3 separate regions of the Sus scrofa genome follow, and regions 2 and 3 are each linked to region 1. A link is a contact called in public Hi-C and promoter capture Hi-C data. All regions are on one chromosome and are shown on one strand. Each heading gives the region's core, a stretch centred on a gene start, on an enhancer-like site or on the middle of the called end of the contact. The rest is flanking DNA. Distances are from core to core; before and after follow the strand shown.

The links. Promoter capture Hi-C pulls out the DNA fragments that hold promoters and counts their contacts. A called contact is a pair of places that touch in the nucleus more often than the background predicts.
Region 2: a contact with region 1 is called in a promoter capture Hi-C map of liver, with 9 times the contacts expected there. The contact joins the promoter of PLPP5 here to the promoter of LETM2 in region 1. A contact is called at or near these places in 4 of 5 promoter capture datasets (fetal liver, fetal skeletal muscle, liver and 1 more), 19 of 47 Hi-C or Micro-C datasets (alveolar macrophages, embryonic fibroblasts, fetal heart ventricle and 10 more) and 2 of 2 datasets of contacts at active chromatin or transcription factors (alveolar macrophages and skeletal muscle).
Region 3: a Hi-C map of liver shows a contact between it and region 1, with 2.7 times the contacts expected there. The contact joins the enhancer-like site here to the promoter of LETM2 in region 1. A contact is called at or near these places in 1 of 5 promoter capture datasets (liver), 15 of 47 Hi-C or Micro-C datasets (alveolar macrophages, blood, brain and 4 more) and 2 of 2 datasets of contacts at active chromatin or transcription factors (alveolar macrophages and skeletal muscle).

Annotation. Positions count from the first base shown.
Region 1 is chr15:48,130,691-48,134,123 of Sscrofa11.1, forward strand. LETM2 (LETM1 domain-containing protein LETM2, mitochondrial) reads right to left here and starts at 1,736. Exons shown (of 9, transcript XM_013984075.2): 1 at 1,234-1,736. The region is part of intron 1 of NSD3 (histone-lysine N-methyltransferase NSD3); the gene reads left to right.
Region 2 is chr15:48,244,129-48,247,561 of Sscrofa11.1, forward strand. It overlaps PLPP5 (phospholipid phosphatase 5), which reads left to right and starts at 1,926. Exons shown (of 8, transcript XM_005671771.3): 1 at 1,926-2,051; 2 at 2,193-2,301; 3 at 2,721-2,811. The coding sequence starts at 1,981. NSD3 (histone-lysine N-methyltransferase NSD3) reads left to right here. Exons shown (of 24, transcript XM_021075908.1): 24 at 1-1,545. All of the region lies in intron 15 of DDHD2 (phospholipase DDHD2), which reads right to left.
Region 3 is chr15:48,215,904-48,219,336 of Sscrofa11.1, forward strand. The region is part of intron 14 of NSD3 (histone-lysine N-methyltransferase NSD3); the gene reads left to right. Among named protein-coding and RNA genes, the nearest start is that of PLPP5, 28 kb to the right of the region's middle. Within about 2 kb of position 1,633, at least 3 of the 83 cell types and tissues checked have an H3K27ac peak or open chromatin away from gene starts, as enhancers often do. A contact at or near this core is called in liver, where this site is marked.

The DNA of each region.
Region 1 (3,433 bases), core at 486-2,985:
TAAGACCTCCACAAATAGAAATGATCTCTAATATGATGATGCTGGTGATGATAGGGTCTTCAAAGACATTTTGATATCTGGTCAATAGCACTCAATAATTCACTTGAATGTCTGCCAACTGTTGAAGAAGCTAATCAAGACACACTTATTTGTAGCTTAAAAATACAGGTAGACAGTAAACAGCCTGGGTTTGTTTTCAGTAGTTTTTTCCCCCACCTGGCCAAGCTGCCGCCAGTACTCGATAGCTGCCGAAAGTACTCGTTTTCATAATATTGAAAATATACATAGTACCTACTAAGAATTTGAATGGAGATGAACAGGTGTCCTGAGCTAGTGATTCTCCAAAGAGCCCAAACCGACCTTTAAATAAGCTTTACCAAAATCTTTGTCCATACTATGGCGCTTTTCAGCCATAGGATGGAGAAAGAACTTTAGTATCTCACAGCGTCAGCCCGTTTTCCTGAAGCTGGGAAAGGAGTACAAGTCTCTCCAGGAGGGAAATCTCATCCACAGAGCTGACATTTTGAACAATTTAAATAATACCTTGAAATATCTGAACCCAGACTAAGGGCGGGTGGTCTCCTGCTGGAGAGAGACCAGACCCCATCCGGCGGTTAATCTAGTTTCGGCCGGGGGCACTCTCAGCCAGGACCGAATGCAACCACTTCCCGGGAGAGCCGGGGCGGGGTTGGGGCAGAATCGGGGCGGGGCCGGGAGGCCAGGCCCACCTGCGCCTTCTCGCCGCGGCGCCCTCTCGCCCGGATCCCGGGCTCTCCCGGTTACCTTTGCCTCCGATTCTCGACGACGTCGGGGCAGAACGCTCCCTACGCTTTCCCAGCCGATGGCTTTTGTGCGCGTTGTGCGTTAGTGGACTGTGTTTGCTGTGGTGGGGTCGGAGGTTGGGGGGGGGGTCTTTGTTTTTTGGATCGGGGGTGGTGCAGGCACTGGCCTTGGCAATCCTGCTTTTTGGAAGGAAGGCGAGGAGAAGCCGGGCGCAGGGTACGTAAGATAACGAGGAAGCGAAGCACGGAAAGAGCAGGGATGGAAAGTTGGGGGCGGGGGCGGAGAGCCGAGGTCAGGGGCTGAGGAGAGCGCTGGGTGGGGACTGGAAACTGTCGGGAAAATCAGAGCGCTGATGGGAGGAGCAGGATGTGGAGGGAGTGGGCTCTGGAGGAAAACAGGCAGGCGCGGTCCACCAAGCAACAGCTTAAGGACTTGACCCGCCCACCCTACCTCCTCCGGCCGGCTCCCGGGAACGGCTGCCTCAGTCCTCCAGTGCCTTCCCAATTCCCCTCCTCCCCCAGCTGCCCCAGCTAGAAGGGCCCGAAGCCCTATCTATGGCTCCACCTCTTTCCTCATCCGTTACGTCACTCTGAGTGACGACACCACCCACCAATGAGCTCTGAGATTCTGGGGCGCGAGGTCGTCCTTCGCGTAGGCATCCCAGGGGACCGCAAGGTCTGGTTCCACCCGCCAAAGGACTCCTTTACTGGGTTTAGTTTAAGGAGTGTCTATGCTGGGCGGAGGGCGGGCGCGCTCAACGGTCTTGTCCACATTTTGTAGGCTGTGGACTCCCACCTCCAAAACCCTTCCTTGGAGGCCGGATTAAAGAAGCTTTTACCCTATCGATAGCATAATATGTCTGATAGTCGCCATGGTAACAATCTCGGAGTACGAATTACATCACTTTGCTATATTCACCCCACCTTCCAACTCCGCAACTGCGGGGAGGGGTGGGCGGCAGGGAAAGAAGTGGGGAGAGGGAGTGGCAGAAAGGGCGGGAATGGTTAAGAAAAACATCCCTCTCCTATCTTCAGGGCCCCAAACTGGAGTGCTGTGAAGTCTTCGTATGGAAGTCTGAATTCCACTAAAAATTTCTTTATAAATGTTCTAAGTTATTATGATCAGTAGTTTCTGTAGAAATCTCAAAATAACATGTAAAAAAGAAAAAGTATATATAGTAGCCGTGCAGTAACATAGCACTTCAGTTCTTAGGATGGGTAACTGGGCCTTCTGGAAAAGGAAAAGATCTAAAAATGTTCTCGCCCCCCAATTATCTCTACTTATCCATTTCATCTGGCTCTAGGAGGAAAAAAAATTTTTGGTGGTCTACTTTAACACCAGACAGCAAGGAATTGCTTTCACACGGAGAATATTTCTCTTAATATGTGCCTGACCACAGACTTTACTCATCTGGGCTGCACATTTAAAAATGCAGACAGCTTTTTTTTTTTTTTTTTTTAAGGGAAAGTATGATACAGACAGCTTTTAATCCACAAAGCATTTTTCAGCTAATGACCAAAAGTATCGACTATGTTAAATAGGCCAAACTTTACAGTTTGGCCACTAGAGGGCCCTTTGTGCACGTCTGATGCCCAACTTTCCACACAGAGGCTTCACCTTCTGTGTTTACCAGAATTAACACATCTATTTACAAAGCTTTGGTCTCCTTACCTTTCTTTCTTTGAAAATTCCCAATGGTAAATTTTGAGCTCTAAAAGGCTAGGTAGGTATAATTTTCACATTAATTTCATAAATTAATCACTGCACTATCATGTATATGTACTTTTCTGGAAAAGATCATAAAAGATGCAAAAATATTCCTCTCAGATCCCTGGGAGACATTTTATACCGGGAAATATTCTTATTCATGCATTGTATTCATTTACAACCAGACACAGTGAAAATCATTAAGTATTCATAAACCAGATGAATAATTCCAAGCCCAGTATTTGAAAGATGAGCTAGATTTTCTACCATGGCCATATGTCAGCAATCCTATTTTAAAAGGAGAAAGGTTAAGAATCTTACTTTTTGGGAGTTTCCATCGTGGCACAGCAGAAACGAATCTGACTAGGAACCATGAGGTTGTGTGTTCAATCCCTGGCCTCACTCAGCAGATTAAGGATCTGGTGTTGCTATGAGCTGTGGTGTAGGTCACAAATCTAGCTGGGATCTGGTGTCACTGTGGCTGTGGTGTAGGATGGCAGCTGTACCTCTGATTAGACCCCAGCCTGGGAACCTACATATGCCGCCAGTGTGGCCCTAAAAAGACAAAAAGGAAAAAATAAAGAGTCTTTCTTATTGAAATCCATTAGTTCAAAGCAATGTTGCCTTCTCTTGTTATCAGTCCTGGTGATTTTTTTGACTTTCAGGATAAGTGATTTATCATGTAATGAGTTTTTGAATATAATCTTCAGAAGAGAAAAACTTTTTTTTCCTCCCTAAGCTGAGCCCTGAGAATTGTATTAGATTACTGTCTTAAGAAACTGCAGAGCTCCCAATGTGGCTCAGCAGTAATAAACCCGATTAGTATCCATGAGGATTTGGGTTCAATCCCTGGCCCTACTCAGTGGGTTAAGAATCCATCATTGCCCTGAGCTGCAGTGTAGGTCCAGACACAACTACACCTGTGGATCTGGCGTTGCCATGG
Region 2 (3,433 bases), core at 676-3,175, 110 kb after region 1:
ATTGTTTGTATCCTGTTTTGTCTCTTACCCCCTCTGGCGTGGGTGAAAGGGGAGCCCCGCAGGCGGCTCACAGCACGGCCGGATTCAGTGCACATGCTTGGGGAAGAGGCTCCTGCATGAAATACCAGCAGCACTTACACAAGGATTCCCTGTGTCTGTTCTTTCTTTTGTCATTTTGTCAACCCTATCCCCAAGCACCTTTTCTTTCCTTTTCATTATACGCCTGTGTAGGGAAAAAAACAGAAATTTGCACTTAATGTTACACTCCTGAAATGCTGGGTGTGTGTAGCCTGTGTGTTTCAAGCCTATTTCCGTTCTTTCCTCTTTCAGTCCATTGCTTAAGTGACAAGTTCAGATGCTTGTGGCACTTAATGTATGAAGGGGAGAGGAAGAGAATTACCTTCCTTTGGTAGCCTCTCCAAGTCATTAACATGTAAGAAAAAAAGGGAAAAGATGAATAGTTGCCAAAGTCATTTCTTCGGTCCTTAGTTTGCCTGTGTGGCATCAGTGCATCTGCTCATTGGCCAGAAAGCGCCCTGGGGCCCGAGCTCCTATCCCGACCTCCACAGAGCTCCGCTGTGTGCGGGTGGCTCTCCGTATCCAGCAGATTACCTCGGTGAGGGATTTATGTGGTATCCTTGACAGTTTAGAAGTGGACTGGATAAAATTCACTTTTACTTTGTTGTCACTAATACTGCTCTTTATCTCATTGTGCTGTCACATACCCTTTGTCAAAAAAGAAAATCACATTGCCACCAATAACCACGATGCTAAGTGAAGATTATAACTGGCTAATAAGGTTCTTTTTATATACAAGGGTGTGTGCAAAATTGGAATTGATATGAGAAATTCATTTGTATCCACTTGTGATATTGCACAACAAACACAGATACCTACAGATTCTGTTTTCATTTCCTCGTGATCTTTATCTATAATGACCTTTGTAGATTGGTTATTTCTGTACTTTATCTGTAATAAACTTTGTAGATCCTGTGAAATGTTATTTTGCCTAAATCACTTGAGACTTGAGTCTTTAATAACAAAGCATCAATATTCACTAAAGTCAATCTCTTTTGAGTTTCTGTGACTTGGCTAGAAGCTCCTGACACTAAGGGATTGGTGTTCATTCTCCCTGGGGGGTTCACTAGGGCATTACTGTATAATGACTTGATGTTGCCACATAGACTTCAAGATATATGATATTTTGGGGATTTTGTTGATTGGCCTATGTTTTATTGCATAGTGTGAAATGTGTAAAGCTTGGTTAACCTGTATATAGATAGCTTATTGTTGACCAGTTATAGTATATTTAGGATTGCTTGTAATATTTAAGCTTCTTACTACTGTGCGTGCTGGTAGGAACATATAATTTTTGTATATTTACTGAGATGTTGCCCTTTTTTATTTTACAAATACTTTGGAATTCAAATGTGTTTTTTGCTTCCGTGAGGATTAATTTGGAAAGGTTTTTAATGACATTCCACTGATTTCAGATTTTGCTTGGAGACCGACTTAAATAAATTGTCCTGTATGTTCCAAATTAAACATGTGGACTTATTCATTGCCTGTAAGTTCTTGCTGCAACTCAATGGGCAAGAGGCCATTCTGGGCCGGGGCGGGGAGTGAGGGGGTTGAAACACCCAGAAAGTCCAGCCCAGCCAGCAAGGCCTACAGCCGGCGGCTCCCGAGCGGTGTACGGAGGGAGCCACGTGCTAATGTGCTACGCTGCTAAGACACTTGGATCCGGAAACGTGGGGTCTGCGTGGCTTCCACGGAGGGAAGGCCCGGGCCTCTGCAAAGTACTAAGTCTGGAAACCACGAGGTGACGGGAGGGGGACGAATGCCAGTGGCGATTCTTCACTTCCGCCCCTCCCTCTCCCACGCCCCGCCCCGCCTTGCTCCGCCCCTGACACCGGGTGCAGCTTCGCTGCCACCACCCCAGCACCTTCCTCTCTGCAGCCACGTCAGCCGCATCCAGTGATGGGGAAAGTGGCGGCAGCGGCCTTGGGGGCCGAGGTGGGCGTGCGGATCGCGCTGTTTGCGGCCTTCCTGTAAGGACTTGGGTTCGGACCCCCGGAGACCAGCCCCGCAACCCCCGGCCGCCCGGTGGAGAGCAGATCCGCCTCCCCTCCAGGCTCCGCCCGCTTCCGGGAAGCTGCCGACGCGCCTGCACCTTTGTGTTCCCCCTTTAGGGTAACAGAGCTGCTCCCGCCCTTTCAGAGGCTCATCCAACCCGAGGAGATGTGGCTTTATCGGAATCCGTACTTTGAAGCAGAGTATTTCCCTACCAAGCCGATGTTTGTGCGTGAGAACCAGCCTTCCTTTTGACCTTCGTTCGAGTTTAATGTTGGGAAGTGGGAGGGGCTCATCCTGTCTCCAAAATGACCTTTGTTGATGTGCTAAAACTTTGTATTTAAGATCCGGATTTACAGAACAAGGTGCCCATCCACTCTGGCTCAAGATACGGGTTCTGAGGACGCTTTAGGGCGCCCGGGGTAACTGGTCATTTAGTATACGGGTGATGGGTGCTCCTGGTGGTACTGTGTGCCCAGTTTAGCGCAGACAGACACTGGACACTGCATTTGCAGGGTAACAGGTCTAACAGGTGAGCTGTGCCTTCACTTCCGTCCTTCTCTTGTAGGAGCTATTTTCATACTTGTGGGAAGTTTTATGTGCGATTTTATCTTTTGTATTTTAACCCCTGACATATTCTGGTTCAGGTTATTGCATTTCTCTCTCCGCTGTCTCTGATCCTCCTGGCCAAATGTCTCAAGAAGGCAGACACAGCAGACAGCCAACAAGCCTGCCTGGGTAAGAGCCAGCCCTCCTGGCTGGTGTCTCCCTTTAGTGCTGAGAGAAGGGTGACGACGGGTTCCCTCACTGGGGTTGCAGTCTCAGTGTGTGGGAGCCACTGACCTGTGTTCCTAAACTAATTCTGTCACCCCTGTACTCCACCTGTGAGAAGAAGTTGGTTCACTGGGTGTGTCTCAGGGCACTGGATTATTTGTCTAGAGTACGGAAGTTGTCTGTGTACCACAACAGAGTGGTCACCGAGGGCCAGAATTTTCTTTTTTTTCCTCTTTAGGGCCACACCTGCTGCATATGGAAGTTCCTAGGCTAGGGGTCAAATCAGAGCTGCAGCTGCCAGCCTACACCACAGCCACAGCAACACCAGATCCTTAACTCGGTGAGTGTGGGACTGAACCCACATCCTCATTTTTAGACTCTGCTTAAAATTCTCGGGGAAAGAGCACAGTGGCCTTAGAGAAAGGTTAGTGTGTGTTTTGCTAGCAACTTTATCTAATAACACTTAGTCTTTTTAGGGCCGCACTTGTGGCATATGGAGGTTCCCAGGCTAGGGGTCTAATTGGAGCTGCACCCAAGGCATTTGGAAGTTCCCAGGCTTGGGATGGAAACAGAGCCGAGCCAGTGG
Region 3 (3,433 bases), core at 383-2,882, 85 kb after region 1:
AATTGATATAGAATTATAGATGGGTTCTTAGTGTTCCTGTTTGGAGCATCAAAAGATGAAACTACAGTTGATCCTTGAATGACAGGACTTTGAACTGTGCAGGTCCATTCACATGTGCATTGTTCTCAATGCGTGCCGCAGTACCACGCAATCCAAGGTTGGTTGAATCTGCAGATGGGAGGGATGGTGACTGAAAAAGTTACAGTGGATTCTGACTGTGGGGGGGTCAGCACCCCTAACCCCCCAACACTGTTCAAGGGTTATCTCTCTTCTCTTCTGCAAACAGTTCTTCCCATTTGAAGTAGACTTTTCCCATATCATATTCTTTAATCCAGAGTTTTCAGCTAATTGAGATTTTACTTAGAAGACAAAATGAGCACACTTATTTTTTAACTGTTTATATTGTGTTTTATCATGTTTTACTCTGGCATTGAGGAAAGCCTGATGGGATACAGCCAAGGCAACATTAGTTAAGAGCTGGCGATGCATGCTTTCTTACTTGCCAGCTGTTGATATTTAATTATGCCAGGAAACTGATCAGTTAAAAACATACTGTGTCCCTGAGGGGTCAGTGAACTTGAGTTTGCTGTAAAGTAGAACTTCTTTAGTTGAATATGATACAGAGTGTCCAGCTCTACTGAGTATCTCAGCTGCATTATAAAAAATAATTTTTAGTGTTTAATAAAGATTTTAGAAACCAACTAATGTCCCCAAATGCAGGTTTTTGTTTTAACTGCAAGTACGTAGTTTTCTAAACTCTTAGTAAATGAAATATTTGAAAGGACTCTATGGCATATCAGGCCTGTTAGATTATATTTAGACCATACTGAATATAAAATTTTGGTTTTGTTTTGGTTTTGCTTTAAAAGGCAGTTTTTTTAATTTTGTGAAAGTACTGTAAAGTATTTTCAATAGAATTTAAGTAGTATAGGAGTTCCCATTGTGGCTCAGTGGAAATAAACTGACTAGTATCCATGAGGACATGGGTTCAATCCCTAGTCTTGCTTAGTGGGTTAAGGATCTGGCGTTGCTGTGAGCTGTGGTGTAGGTCGCAGACATGACTGAGATCCCGAGTTGCTATTGTTGTGGCATTGCAGCTGCAGCTTCAGCTCTGATTCTACCTCTAGCCTGGAAATTTCCATATGCTGCAGGTGCAGCCCTAAAAAGCAAAACAAAAAAATTTAAGTAGTGTAATAGACCTTGAGTTGTTTTACTTTTGTAACTCTCTTTAAAAAAAAATAAAATAACCAGCAGTTCCCGTTGTGGGCTCAGCAGGTTAAAAACCTGACTGACATAGTGTCCATGAAGATTTGGGTTCAATCCCTGACCTTGCTCAGTGAGTTAAGGATCTGGCGTTGCGGCAAGCTGTGACATAGGTTGCAGATGCAGTTCAGATCTGGTGTTGCCGTGGTTGTGGCTAGCTGATTTGACCTCTTGCCTAGGAACTTCATATGCCACAGATGTGGCCATAAAAGAAAACGAAAAAAATAACCAGAGAAGATGGGGGAAAAAAAGATTAAGTGTTGGTCCTTTTTGTAGCCCCCAGCTGGGCCCATTATATACACTGTTTTGAGTTTGCCAGAGTTTTGCAAGCGTGCAGGACAGTCTGCCAGTAGAGGGCAGCGTTGTGAAGAGCAGTGATGACAGTTGTGTCCTGGATGAGACAGGGAGGAGGCCTGAAGTGTTTCATGCCACATCGTGTTAGTGAAAGAAAAAGTCAGCATAGGTCTTTTCCATCTGCCCATCCCTAAGAAAATAATAGTACTGAATGACTAGCTTTAGAGCCCTTTAAATAGACAGGTGTCAGAGATAGCAAAGTCCATGTTGCTTTGTAAATATTTTACCATTCTAGGCACTTTTACTCAGGGCGTTAGGTGAGTGTGTGTGTGTGTCTGTATAACTGAACCAACATTTTAAATACCAAGTTTAAAATTATCATGTTGGCTACTTTGGAATACATTCCAAATCAAGTATCATCAGTAAGTATATAAACCAGTATTTTCTTTTGCTTTACTTCATTCAGTAATTGGGCAACCTTTAAAGCAGGTGTGTCTGGAATTCCCTGTTGGCACAACAGGTTGAAGATCTGGCATTGTCACTGCAGTGACTTGGGGTGCTGCTGAAGCCTGGGTTTGATCCCTGGCATGGGAACTTCCACATGCCCTGGGTGCATGGAAAAAACAAACAAACAAACAAACAAAAACAGGTATTTTCAATTTAAGATAGGTAGAAAATGATCTATTGTCAAGGAACCTAGTTTTAAAGAAACTCTAGCTGTTTTGTTAAGTTTAACTAATATGCCTCTAGTAAAAGCAAATGAGGGAAAACCCATGTTTTAACAACAGGCCGTATTTGCAGCTTATCAATTTGGCAGTTATTCTGAAAGATTTGCTATATTTAAATGCTTTCTCTAAGCAAGATTAATTCCCAGATATTTTAACTGTGCAACTTTGTGCAGTTAACAGAAACCTTTCAGTTTCCTTTCTAGTACTTTACAGAAACTTATTCTAAATAGGTCAGATGTTGGGATTTTTAGAAGGGCTTAAAAGTTCTCCAGAAGTAAATGATATGTGTTCTTTTTAGCAGTATTTATAGAGGTCTCCTTTTTAAAAGAGATAAAATTGTAATAAATCCACACATTAAAAGAGATACTTTGTTTATGTTTTGGTATTAGAAAACAGCTTGTTTTGCCTTTGTTTCTTGCCTCATACCAGTTTCTCCCTCTGCACAGAGGATTTTTCTTTTACTTCTTAGTTATTGGTTATTTAAAATCATTAAGCAAATTCTTAAGGACTGAAATATCTAGAAATATTTTTAGAAATACTTAAGGGTTTAGAGGAACATTCCTTCTCCCCTCCCCCCATGGATCCATAGGATGTGTTTCAGCTTTATTTCAGAGTAGTGTATATTCTCTAGAATTTCCTTTCATCTAGAGGGTGGGATAAGATAAAAGTTCCTTAACATTCTTTTTTTTTTTTTTTTTTTTTCTTTTTTAGGGTTGCACCTGTGGCATATGGAGGTTCCTGGACTAGGGGTTGAATGGGAGCTATAGCTGCAGGCCTATGACACAGTCACCATAACACGGGATCTGAGCCTCGTCTGCAACCTACTCCATAGCTCACGGCAACGCCAGATCCTTAACCCACTGATTGAGGCCAGGGATCGACCCTGCGTCCTTATGATTGCTAGTCAGATTCCTTAACTGCTGAGCCACAACAGGAACGCTGAAAGTTCCTTAACATTCTAATCATTCTTTCTTATTTCAAAGCCACTGCAGCAGTTTTCTCTATTAAATTTTTGCAATTTATTCAACATTATATAACCTTTATTCGAAGATTCTTACATATTACCAATTAGCAATTTCAAGTTCCATTCATGTCAGAGATATTTCCTGAGTCTCAGTGTAGGAAAGTACCAAATGAAGATAATATCC